Regions from separate parts of the Drosophila melanogaster genome. Here region 2 is linked to region 1. A link is a contact called in public targeted proximity ligation data. All regions are on one chromosome and are shown on one strand. The core of a region is the stretch at or near the end of the contact, and the rest is flanking DNA. Distances in the headings are between cores, read along the strand shown.

What was found.
Region 2: a contact with region 1 is called in a targeted proximity ligation map of the Kc167 cell line, with 9 times the contacts expected there. A contact is called at or near these places in 2 of 107 Hi-C or Micro-C datasets (both in the S2 cell line) and 1 of 7 datasets of targeted methods (the Kc167 cell line).

What each region holds. Positions count from the first base shown.
Region 1 is chr3L:6,212,932-6,219,740 of dm6, reverse strand. LanA (Laminin A) reads left to right here and starts at 1,719. Exons shown (of 15, transcript NM_057269.3): 1 at 1,719-2,147; 2 at 2,492-2,638; 3 at 4,022-4,646; 4 at 4,730-4,939; 5 at 4,999-5,412; 6 at 5,479-5,751; 7 at 5,818-6,670; 8 at 6,726-6,809. The coding sequence starts at 1,926.
Region 2 is chr3L:6,398,164-6,404,581 of dm6, reverse strand. It overlaps CG42747, which reads right to left and starts at 3,992. Exons shown (of 7, transcript NM_139788.3): 1 at 3,389-3,992.

The sequences.
Region 1 (6,809 bases), core at 470-2,969:
AACTCGTTTACATACAGCCATGAGAAGCTGAGAAGCTTAAGCTGCTGCGCAGGCGCAGCAATTGAGGCCAAAAATAAAAAGAACTGGCCGTTCTGACACTCGACACAGTCTTTATCAATGCATTTACTTATGTCATTGCAAACGGCGGAAAACGAGTTTGGCTACAACCAATACAGTTACCAAAAAAAAATACAAAACGCGAAATCCGAATTGCCCCAACACTTTGGTCATGAATTTTGCACAATATTTAGCTGTGATTGTGATTTTCAATAGTTGCTGCTGCTAGCTAGTCTCTGTATTTGGCTCTTTTAATCGGTATAGCAATAAACTTCAAGATTTTGTCGATCGTGGGCTAAAATTGAGGTGCGCAATTTTCGATTCTTTGGTCAGGCCTGAGTGAGTTTTGTAGCAGTTATTTTGCTTTAACAACAATTACTTCAGTAAGCTATTACACTTCTGGGTAAACGAAAGGTGGCAATAGCTTAATGGAAAATCATTTAAATAAGTTTGATTTTAAATGCTACACGAATGGCTAAGCACATATAAATTAAATTACGTTAAAGGCTGCAATAAAAACTTAATAAAAATGTTCGGTGTCTAATAGCAGTACTTTTAAGCTATCGCTTGTGTTGTAATATCAATGCTTAATTCTTTCACAAGCTCTATCCATATTATCAATTTAAGAACCCTTAAAAGTAAGAAATTATCCCAGCTTAACGCTATGAATTTATCAAGCTGTGGCTGGAGTATTGTTGAGATTATTTCAAGCGTTCAAGCTTAAAGTAGTACATTTCAATAGAAGATAGAGTATACATTTTCTTAGTGCTAAAGTCAATCTTCATAAGCGGAAGGCGTTTCACCCATTCCACAACGTTCCCCGATGACAACGAACCGGTTTTCCGTTTTGTTTTGTTCCGATTCCGCCCGGCCGGCGAATGAGAAAAAAAACAAATAGCTGGAAAAGATTTTGTAAACATACGTTCAGAGCAAAACAAAATCGGATAAGCGGACATTCTCTCAGTTAAATTAAAGTGCCAAAGAGAAGAGCACCCGATCGACTGCCGATCGAGCGACTACGAACACCAAAACTTTTGGGGCCTCGGGAAAACTTCTCGCTGCAGTTTAATCAGTTGCTCACCAACTGCGAGACCAGTTAGATGTGCTGCGATGTAATGAGGAAAGAATATTTATCAAGGAACACACATGAAATTTGAATTTTTCGTCAAATTTTTTGGGCATTCTCAAAAGACAATTATCATTATAACTTATAAACACATTTCATGTGAGATGATAGTAAAAGCACCAAACTGCATTGAAATGATGTTACAATCTTGGTCTTAAGTAACTTTGGTTACAGGTGATAGAACTAAGTTAACAATCCTAGCAACTAACGTTCGTATTATCCTAGGTTATGATGAACCCAAGAAGAATGCTGATATAATGAACAAATTAAATACAATTACATATATTTTAAATGATTATATAACCTCATAAGTCAAATGGCGATAATCCGTATCTTTTATTCCGGCTTCAGAATTTTCTGAAATAAGACGGATAAGAGGATGTGAATACATTATAGGGTCGGAAAGACTATCGTTCTCTCAGCTGTATAGAATGCCGAAGACGAGAAAAGCCGAAGGCATACGAAAAGAGCCGATCGGACGACTATCAAAATCAAATTTTTCGGGGTCTCGAGGAAAACTTCTCGCTGCGGTGCCATCAGTTGCTCGAGAAGAGCCATCCAGTGCGGTTGGATGAGCTCCACCAAAGGAATACGAAAAGAACAGTGAAAAAAGTGAAATACAGCAGATAAGAAAGTGAAATACATACATAAGTGAACCGGGAAAGAAAGAGATAGAACCGGAAGTGGTCCGTGGAGAAAGGACTGTCGTTATCGCAGCGCGGGTGCTTGAACTCTCGGCACAATGGGGCACGGAGTGGCCTCCATTGGGGCTCTGCTAGTAATCCTGGCCATCTCCTATTGCCAGGCGGAGCTAACGCCACCATATTTCAATCTGGCCACGGGCAGGAAGATTTATGCCACAGCTACGTGTGGCCAGGATACGGATGGACCAGAGCTCTACTGCAAACTAGTGGGAGCCAATACGGAACACGATCATATCGACTATTCAGTTATCCAGGGACAGGTAACTATAATCGACATCCAGCAACGCCCAAAAATCTTTTCAGTATACACACATGATGAGATAATCTTTAACTTTACACTGAAAAAAAGTTAATGTTTAATTTCAAAATAAAGCTGAATCAGGAGAGATAACAAATTACAATCGATTATATTGGTTATCCAACTTAATTAAGAATTTCTTCAAACTATTATTTAGTTAAAAATCAAAACTTTATATTTCAAGTGTGCACTGCATTTAGACGTCCCCCACATGTGTTGAACATTCGAATTGGGCTCTAAAAATACTCTGGACTGAATTTGGATTCCATTTTCTTTTTCTAACATGTGTTTTCTGCGTTTTTGTAGGTCTGCGATTACTGCGATCCCACGGTGCCGGAGAGGAATCATCCGCCAGAGAACGCGATCGATGGCACCGAGGCCTGGTGGCAGAGTCCTCCGTTGTCCAGGGGCATGAAATTCAATGAAGTCAATTTGACCATCAACTTCGAACAGGTAAGCAGCAGAGAACATAAAAGATACCAAAGGTATCCGCCTAAGAAACGCATAGAGACGGGGAGACGGTGGATGGATGCAACTCGTTTTCGGGTTCGACCGATGGGATCGGATCGTAAAATTTGAAAACAATTTTAATGGGTTTTCATTTCGTCGACGTCGACACAGCAAAAACTGAACGAAAAAAATGTTGCTGAGCTCGAGTATTTGTTGTTGGCAAAGGGGAAGGCTTTGGAGTTGTGGGTTATCAGTATGTCAGCAGTCCCTACATACAATATACACAGAGATATGTACGAACATACATACACACACTTTTGAATGGGAGTTCTCGGTTTACAGGCTGCTTAGAAACCGACTCGGAGCATTGACTTTTTCGAGCGGTTCATTCGGAATGGTTTTTTTTAGCGATAAAGGCATTATGTTTCTTAAGGCACACCAGCATGCGACAAATATGAATTGAGAGCAGCCTGATAATGGGCCCGAGTCGCAAGAAACTACAGTCTTATCATCAGATTGTTTCTCAGTTTGTTCTATAAAAAGTTGTGCCTCGGACTCGCCTACGTTCTTATCTCACTTGCAACGGAAGCGAGTAATCCACGAGGTCGGGAATTTAATTTTGAGAATAATTGCGCTAAGATTTCAACAGCTCAGCATGATCTCATTCGTGTTAATTCCTTAGTTGCACTTTTCCTAATTCACAAAATGCAACTGAATATGAGACATTGGTTTATATATAGACTGCGAAACACCAGGAATGCTGGCAACTCGAATGCTAAATTTGTGAGATACATATTTGCAGAATTATGTACATCGACGTTTTTTTGCTTCAAAATCATGAACTTCCACATGGGTGAAACTAATGAAAACACAGAAAAGTAAACAAATCTCTGAAACCAAACATGTGCGCCTGTGTACAAAGATATTAACGCATGGCTGTATCTTTGTATATGTGTGGACCTTCGTATCTCTCAGTTCGCTTTCAATTGAAGCCAAATTAAAAAGCAAACATAACCCAAGACAATATAAATAAACGATGAAAAAGTGGCCGGTTCTACTGCAGAACATTTGGAGTTAATTTCCCCACAGTGATCTCATGTTGTCGTCTCACATTTGTCTGTGAGGCGATGTATGTACATATATAATCGTAATGTGTACGCTGGACTAATAAATTTCAATGAATTTGCTTGTTCAAAATGAATTTTGTGTCTTGGGGGAGACTTGAAAAAACTAAAGTGGGTAAAATTGTTGAAGACTCTTATATTGAAATTGAAATGAGTAAATCTTATCTTTAACATATTTGGGGTTACTCAATAACATTTTTAATTTAACAATGTGTGTAATATGTAATATATTTTCTGATCTCTACACTGTTCGCTTTTTCAGGAATTCCATGTGGCCTATTTGTTCATTCGCATGGGCAACTCCCCTCGTCCGGGTCTCTGGACGCTGGAGAAGTCCACGGATTATGGCAAGACCTGGACGCCTTGGCAGCACTTTTCCGATACCCCCGCCGATTGTGAGACGTACTTTGGCAAGGACACCTACAAGCCAATTACCCGCGACGACGACGTCATCTGCACCACTGAATACTCAAAGATTGTGCCGCTGGAGAACGGCGAGATTCCCGTGATGCTGCTCAATGAGCGACCCAGTTCCACCAACTACTTCAACTCAACGGTGCTGCAGGAATGGACTCGTGCCACTAACGTCAGGATTCGTCTGCTTCGCACCAAGAATCTTTTGGGACATTTGATGTCTGTGGCTCGACAAGATCCCACGGTGACGCGTCGCTACTTCTACTCGATCAAGGACATCTCGATCGGAGGAAGGTGCATGTGCAATGGACACGCCGACACCTGTGACGTCAAGGACCCGAAGAGCCCAGTCCGCATCCTCGCATGCCGTTGCCAGCATCACACGTGCGGCATCCAGTGCAACGAGTGCTGTCCTGGATTCGAGCAGAAAAAGTGGCGCCAAAACACCAATGCCCGACCATTCAACTGCGAACGTAAGTATTGTGTAGTCTTTTGAACGGACATCTCTCTTGAGCGGACAGAGACCCGGATCTTTATTTCCGAATTTTATTACTAGCCTGCAACTGTCATGGTCACAGCAACGAGTGCAAGTACGATGAGGAAGTGAACCGCAAGGGACTGTCCCTGGACATTCACGGACACTACGATGGTGGTGGTGTTTGCCAGAACTGTCAGCACAATACCGTGGGAATTAACTGCAACAAGTGCAAGCCGAAATACTATAGACCCAAGGGCAAGCACTGGAACGAGACCGATGTCTGCAGCCGTAAGAGCCAGTTATAATTTAAAGGAATCCGTAATACCATCGTTCTCCCATCCATTTAGCCTGCCAATGCGACTACTTCTTCTCCACCGGACACTGCGAGGAGGAGACCGGAAACTGTGAGTGCCGTGCTGCCTTCCAACCGCCAAGTTGCGACTCCTGCGCGTATGGATACTATGGTTACCCCAATTGCCGGGAGTGCGAATGTAATCTGAATGGAACCAATGGCTACCACTGCGAGGCTGAAAGCGGACAGCAGTGCCCGTGCAAGATCAATTTCGCGGGGGCCTACTGTAAGCAGTGCGCCGAAGGATACTACGGATTCCCCGAGTGCAAGGCATGCGAGTGCAACAAAATCGGCTCGATTACCAACGACTGCAACGTGACCACTGGAGAGTGCAAGTGCTTGACCAATTTCGGAGGCGACAACTGCGAGCGCTGCAAGCACGGATACTTCAACTACCCTACTTGCTCATGTAAGAAATTAATAATATTTTAAAGTTGAAAAACCAACTGATGCTGATTATGATTCTCCTTGGCAGACTGCGACTGCGACAACCAGGGCACGGAGTCGGAAATCTGCAACAAGCAGTCTGGCCAGTGCATCTGTCGTGAAGGTTTTGGAGGCCCAAGATGCGATCAGTGCTTGCCAGGATTTTACAACTATCCGGACTGCAAGCCATGCAACTGCTCCAGCACGGGTAGTTCGGCGATCACCTGCGACAACACGGGCAAATGTAACTGCCTCAACAACTTTGCCGGGAAACAGTGCACGCTCTGTACTGCCGGATACTACAGCTATCCGGATTGTCTACGTATGTACCCTCAGCCATCAGATTTCATTTCAATTTTAATAACCTCTAATTTATCTTGATTTGCAGCTTGTCACTGTGACTCTCACGGATCTCAGGGAGTGTCCTGTAATTCAGACGGACAGTGCTTGTGTCAGCCCAACTTTGACGGACGTCAGTGCGATTCCTGTAAGGAGGGCTTCTACAACTTCCCCAGCTGCGAGGACTGCAACTGTGATCCTGCAGGAGTGATCGATAAGTTCGCCGGATGCGGATCGGTGCCCGTGGGTGAGCTCTGCAAGTGCAAGGAGCGAGTGACGGGCAGGATCTGCAATGAGTGCAAGCCATTGTACTGGAACCTGAACATCAGCAATACTGAGGGATGTGAGATTTGCGATTGTTGGACAGATGGTACTATTTCCGCACTGGACACCTGTACCTCGAAGTCCGGACAGTGTCCCTGCAAGCCGCATACTCAAGGCAGGCGCTGCCAGGAGTGTCGGGATGGTACCTTCGATCTGGACAGTGCCTCGCTGTTTGGCTGCAAGGACTGCAGTTGCGATGTGGGCGGCTCGTGGCAAAGTGTTTGCGACAAGATCAGCGGACAGTGTAAGTGCCACCCGAGGATTACGGGTCTGGCATGTACCCAGCCACTGACCACCCACTTCTTCCCAACGCTGCATCAGTTCCAGTACGAATACGAGGATGGATCACTACCATCGGGCACTCAGGTGCGCTACGACTACGATGAGGCGGCATTCCCCGGATTTAGCAGCAAGGGCTATGTGGTGTTCAACGCCATTCAGAACGATGTACGGAACGAGGTCAATGTCTTTAAGTCATCTCTGTATCGTATTGTCCTGCGATATGTGAATCCAAATGCCGAGAATGTCACTGCCACCATTTCGGTTACTTCAGACAATCCTCTGGAGGTTGATCAGCAGTAAGTATTTGTAGAACTTTGCTAGAGAAAGATCTTAAGTATTCCGGTTTTACAGCGTTAAGGTTCTACTGCAACCCACATCGGAACCTCAGTTCGTAACTGTTGCGGGTCCCTTGGGAGTGAAACCCTCAGCCATTGT
Region 2 (6,418 bases), core at 2,743-5,242, 180 kb before region 1:
AGGTTTTTTCCCGCTTTTTTGTTACTCAGTTTTATTTACAGCATCGGCTCGTTTATCAAAGTTTGAGCCTCAGATGGGGACATCATCACTTAATAATATTGACACTTCTATACAAAGAGCACCAAACCGAATGGCTCGAATGGCATGGGTATAGAGTTCCAAAAGACGATTACGAGCTGAAAACGATGGCAGAGACACACACAGATGCCGATTCCAAGATACAGATACACAATCACAAAATTAAGTGATTATGTTAACCGGTTCGATTTTTTCCTCGTTTTTTTCGTTTCGCTGTTGTCTCGGTTTTGCCATTCGTTCGTTCGGGTACCAAAACAGAAATTTACATCAAAATTAACTTGTTATGTGGGCACAACAACAGCAGCAGCAATAACAAGAACTTCGGCGAGGAGCTGAAAACTGAACTGAAACCAAAACTTGGGCCTCCGAGCTGACAGCCTCTTCAAAAGATCTCCATCCTCAGCTCCAGTTCTTCTTCTCACAGCCAATCTTGTATAATTTCGAAATTAGAGCTCATCATCAGCCCATATCAAAGTCGTTCTTTGGCGTCGGCGTATTCTTTATTCTTTGTCTCGAGTAATATAGAAAAAGCATCTAGTCGATGGCCCCCTTCGTTCACAGAATGTTTGTCTTTCTTTAAAACTATCTAAACAGAATAAACTATGGTTGGTGGAATTTATTTAACAACCATAGATAAGATGGAATTAGCAAAATTTGTATTCACTTTGATTATACAAATATGTTCATAGTGTCGAATGAAATGGTATTTGATTAGACAGATCACATAAATTTTGTAAGAATATGGTGCTCATTAAAGGAGCTCAGTCTGATCATTTTCTTAATTTTAAAAAGACAGATCCGTTTTTGATAAGCTGAATATTCTAAGTATATATAATCACACATCTTGCATTCGCTTAGATTGAATGTGTCAAATGAATATTAATGTGTTTTTACATAATATATGCCTCTTCACAGTTTGTGCCTAATTAGATGAGAACTTTTTATCGTTACTAGAATATATTAATTAGACTACAGTTCACTTGTTAATGTAATCCATGTATTCATGCATTTGGAATTACCTCACAAAACAATTTAGTGGCCATCCGTTAATTAAACCCTAATTGGATTCGTTTGGCAAAATTTTCTGCTCGTTCCAAAAACTTATCATAATATCTGGCTAAGTTAATACAATTTGCCTATGAGCACGTGTAATTAATATTAAACGCAAGTGTGCCCTGAGTAAGTTTCAGAGACTAACTGCTTGGCATAACTTTTTGGCAGCTGCAATTATATCAACCATACGCCATGTTGACTGTTGGCAAGGCAAAACTTTCAATTAAGTGGCAAAGTTCAATTCCCTTACAGCAGCTGTCTGCCTCACATACATATACATATATTAATTATAATATAAATGAGCAAGCTCAGCTGAATCCATCAGCATAATGGGTGATAGAGATAAGGATAACACATTGGATGGCAATAGAAATCTCTAATTAAAGCCTTGACAATAGTTGACAAGAAAAAGCTGGGGAACTCGGATCGCTGGGAAGCCACTAAGCGGCTCACTCTTGGCCCAGACATCAAGATCTGGCCAGACAAAGGTGTCTGGGTCCGGGATGATGGCTGTCTGGGCCTGGTTAGCTCAGTGGGGAAGTCGTAGTCGCTCCAGCTCCATAGATATTTCACCCTCGTCCATGCTTATTTCATTCATGGGCTGTGTTTTGTTTTTCCCTCGTTTTTATTTTACTAGCTACACACATGCGAGGGAAAAAATGTGGCATGCAAAAAAGGGTTGCCACCAACCACCGAAACCTCACAGACTCCCGGGGAACAAATACTTGTAAAGGGTCTCAAGTTCAAGTGCAGTCTCCATCTTGGGCTTCCTTCCTGCTGAATGTCTAGACTTCCACACCAGACAGGCGACTAAGACAATCGGCCAGCGTTTTTGAATAAACATTAGAGAAAGAATGAAAGAAAGAATAAGCGAAACATGAAAGAGACATTTGCTTATGCAAAATGCCTCGGAACAGTGCGAATTATAATAGCCCAGGGCTCATAAATTAAGCCCCCAGGCCAAAAAAAGACATCTCATTCGCTTACTTAAACCTAAACTCAGAGTTGGGTCTCTGTCTATTGGCCGCGAGTACGTGTTGCAAATTTGTTTTGAAAATCTAAAAATTTGTCGGACGGAAGTCGCCACGTTCGTGAGCTTAGGGCACCGAGTTAAAAGTTAAGAACTGTTGGCTAAGGGCAGCTGCTTATCGGGGTGTGCCTCTCTCTGACCTTGTGCCGCTTTCCTCTTGCACAATCTTTTTTTTGTATTTTCTTTATGATGTTTATGCTTGTTGCAGCAAGAAACATGCCCTGACTTGGTCACACAAAAGTGGCAAAAAAGTAAATTTGTTTTCCCCCATTTTGTGGGTTTATATGTTTGTCTACAGAATGCCAAGTTTGGCAAAGAAAAAGTTTTGTCACTCTTGAGCTTGCTTTGGACATTTTAGCACGTTTAAAGTAAGGGCTCCCACAACAGAATAATCTCTAGCTGACAGATAAACAATTATCGAAATAGTTTAGATCGGAATTTGACTGTTGTCTGTTGAGCAAATAAAAAAAGTTTGAATTTGCTGATACTTCGATACAATCTTTTTGTCATTGCATTCTTAATTTTTTCCATTGTTCAATGTCTTTGCTACTTTGATTGCCACAGAAAATAGAGAAACTAACGTCTGTGTAAATCACCGGTTAAGTTTTCCGCTCATTAACCGTGATATTATTACATCCAATCTGGACTTAAAAACGCCAAGAAAAATAAACAACTGGCCCATTAAATCACGCCCTTGTAAAGTGGGCCTAATGTCTACGCAGTCATTCTGATGTTGGCCTAGTTAATAATACATTAGGCCAAACATCACACACTCATCGCCGGGCCAATGCCGATATGTTGGCTGTAAGCCATGTAAAACGCCAGTTGAATTGTCAATTTATACGAAATTGTCAACAATTAACATTTAACAAAAACACACACACACGAGAGAGGAAGTGGAGCGATTTGCGCCAGTCAGATAAGGCCAAAATGCTGTCAACTGTCAAATTTAATCATACTATAAAACGCAGGCTATAAAAAGCCAGCTACGAGATACAAGATACAAGATATGTGCGAGATGCAAAGGAAAGGAAAACAAAAGCTAACTGACTGACATTATTTTGGCATGTTTTGAAGCTTATGACAAACGCCAGCTTGAGCTACTTTTTTCGGTGTCAGTGTCATTATCGTGTGAAAAATTTTCAGAATGGCTTGCTTCTATTTACATTTTTCCATCTAACAAAAGATTTTTCCAGCAGCAATGGCTAATTATCCTGATGGACTTACCTTCACAGTGGACCGTGTCTGTAAGTCTAATGCGAATGGCAGCCAACTTCCGTTTCCTCTGTCCGTTTGGCAGAAAAGTATCCAATTAGATTTTTCCCAAACAGCTGCGCAGGCGTCACCGCGAAAAGGGGGAAAATTGGCGGGGAAATGCGAAACTTTTGCCACAACTTTTCCCAACGCTGTAGTGATTTTTCAATTTGTTGCTTTGCACTTGTTGTGAATTTTTCATTCAATGGATTTGATGCAGGCAGATGGATTTTAATATTTAATATACAGCTATTTGCTTTATTTTGCATACAACTTTTCTCTTTGGCACTTGAATGGGTTTTAAAAATAAATACTTTGCATATGTTAGATGTTTTATACATATATGTAATTCGGTATAACCAGGCACTTTAATAGCACAATTTTCGCGCAAATCTACAAATGGTTTTTTGAATAAAATGCGAATTCCCCAAACGGGGACCTTTAATATTTATACACCGGATAGAATGACAGTTGGGCTTTCGCGAAATTCTCGCCGTTGGTGCGAATTGCAGACGGCCGCGGAAATACGTTGTACGAACGTCAGAAAGCGCTCAACTTGAACTGAACGCAAAAGTATCTCGAACCGAACGTATCTGAATCTTTTTCCAGCATAAGCGGCGGCAGCGCTGCCGGCGTCGGCGCCGACAACAACATAGCCACTGTGGACCGTTTGGCAATGGGACTCTCGTTTCCGGCCCGTTCCGTTCCACTCGTTGCGAAAACCGGCTTGCGCATGTTGAGTGCCAGTGGAACAAGTGGAGTGGAGAACTGGTTTCGTTTCGAGTGACTTTCGGAGTTAATTACTCAATTATGCTGAAATGCACTCAAAAAAATGCAGCACTTTATATGAGTAGATTTAGTAGTTGCATTAGTATTAATAGAGTGTCACCAAGAAATTGATGTTATGCGGTCGAAATGAACATGGATAAGCTGGTTAAATTAAAAATATGTTGTCAAGCTTATCCCAGTTTTGAGGAGGGAGATGATAAGAAACCACCGAAAGTTCGTGAAATGTTTTTTTCGGTGTACCCCAAAATAGGCACTTGATATGTGGCCAGTATGGGTGCAAGATATGCAATTTAGTGGTTGTATTTTAGAAATTTATTGTTTTTTATCGGCCAGAGTTCACAGGTAGATGGCAATTGAGATTTTTCACTTCTTTACAATGTTTTGGCGCTGGATTTATGGTCGAGGCGTCAATTTGATGAGCGTGTGAAATGCTGGGATGCGAAGGGATAGTTTCTGGATTGATGGATCCCGTCGGGCAGGTGGACTCTAATTAGGCTGAGCTACGGATATGACCTCCAATCAACCTGAAATGCTCAGCTGCTATGTAGTGGAACAAAATTGTAGAAGAAACTTATTCATTTTTATTAAATAAAAAAGAGATATACGAATGCTTTAATGCTTTACACAAATCTGTTAAAAAAAAACATGCTTTCTACCACTGTTTAGATAAATGTGATTATGTCTGAATTATACAAAGTGGTTTTTTCAACAGTGTAAAGTTAAGAGCATATTTTCTATCGCTGTCTCCTCTAAAAATTGCACTGTTGAGCGTGCAATTCACGTCACAACATTAACATCCATAAATATTTATGTGACGAACTGGAGTCCTACCATTCCAGGAAAATAGTCATCCCCAGCCCCTCTCCTCGACTCCTTTGGCTAATTTAGTGTTTCTACTCAAATTCTTTCACTTTGCAAATTTGTTACGGTACTTTTTTCGGCTCCTAAGCCAAGCTGACCAACTCCTCAAGCTTCCAGGTTACAAAAACCCCAGAGTGCAAACATATTTATGCGAACCAACGTGGCCTCGCACTTCAAGGCGATGCCGCCGAGTTATAAGGAGGGTATGGGCATGAGTACAAGTATCTGTGACAAGTGTCTTTCATTAGCATAAGTAAATCTCCTCGAAATCCTCAAATTTATTTGTCAACACTTGACAATTTCATTGTTGACGTCTCGGCAGGCGCAGCTGTAAACGGGTTGGATGCCACCAGCAACATTTCCAGCAAGCAAATCATGATTTGTGTCTTGCATGTCAGTTTGGCATGGCCAAGCCTCCAACATCTTCGTGCTATTGGTAAAAAGACAACAGGCCAATACAATGCAAATGGTCGAAAAAGGTCGATGGAGCCAGAGATGGAGATCGGGAGATGGAGGCCTCAAGATGGACAAGTGTCGTTTGAGACCCAAACTCCGGCTTAAATCAAAGACAAATATTTAACAGCAAACGGACAGCAGTGGCTCACTCGGCATCTCAACTACTTTTTTTCTTTGGTTTTTACTACCCAAAAAAAAGTGGAAAGAAAAGTATGATTTGTGCAAGCTTTTCTTCGCTATTTTGCATACCTCTCTTTATTCCATACTAATTTTGTTGACTTCTTATGTCTACGCAGAGGAGGAGCTTTACGGCCATGCTGGGTAGTTAAATATTTTATGTCATATTTTTATGCCCATATCAAAGTTTTCCATTAGGCTAAATGTTTATAATTTATGCGCACTACTCGGATGAGTAACTGAATTACACAAGATACATTATGTATTTTGTTAGCTATGTGGTGAACGGGAATTCTAAATTTATGACAGTGCTTTGGGCCATAACTGAAAATTCAGTATTTACTTTAAACAATTAATTGCGTTTTTCCATAAAAAGCCATAGAAAATAAAATGGTAAATAATTATTTCCGTTATTCATCTAGGCGTTTCTATCTGAATGTATTCTCAGTACGTTCAACACCTTCCACAAAATATTTATTTTCTTTTCTAATGCCAACATTTCTATTAGTTCTTGGCCAAGGTTAATTGCCAGCCCAGAAAACTAGACAAGGACAATCCGAAACTAAAGCCGAACTAAAACCAAGCTAAACCACTGACTAAGCGAGGACCTTCCTTATCTGGCTTATCGCCCCCTGTGCCAATGTCGTCATAGTTGGCTGGAGGACTGGGTCTTGTCTTGGTCGTCATCGCCATGGCGGCATTATGGCCAACACTTCATTA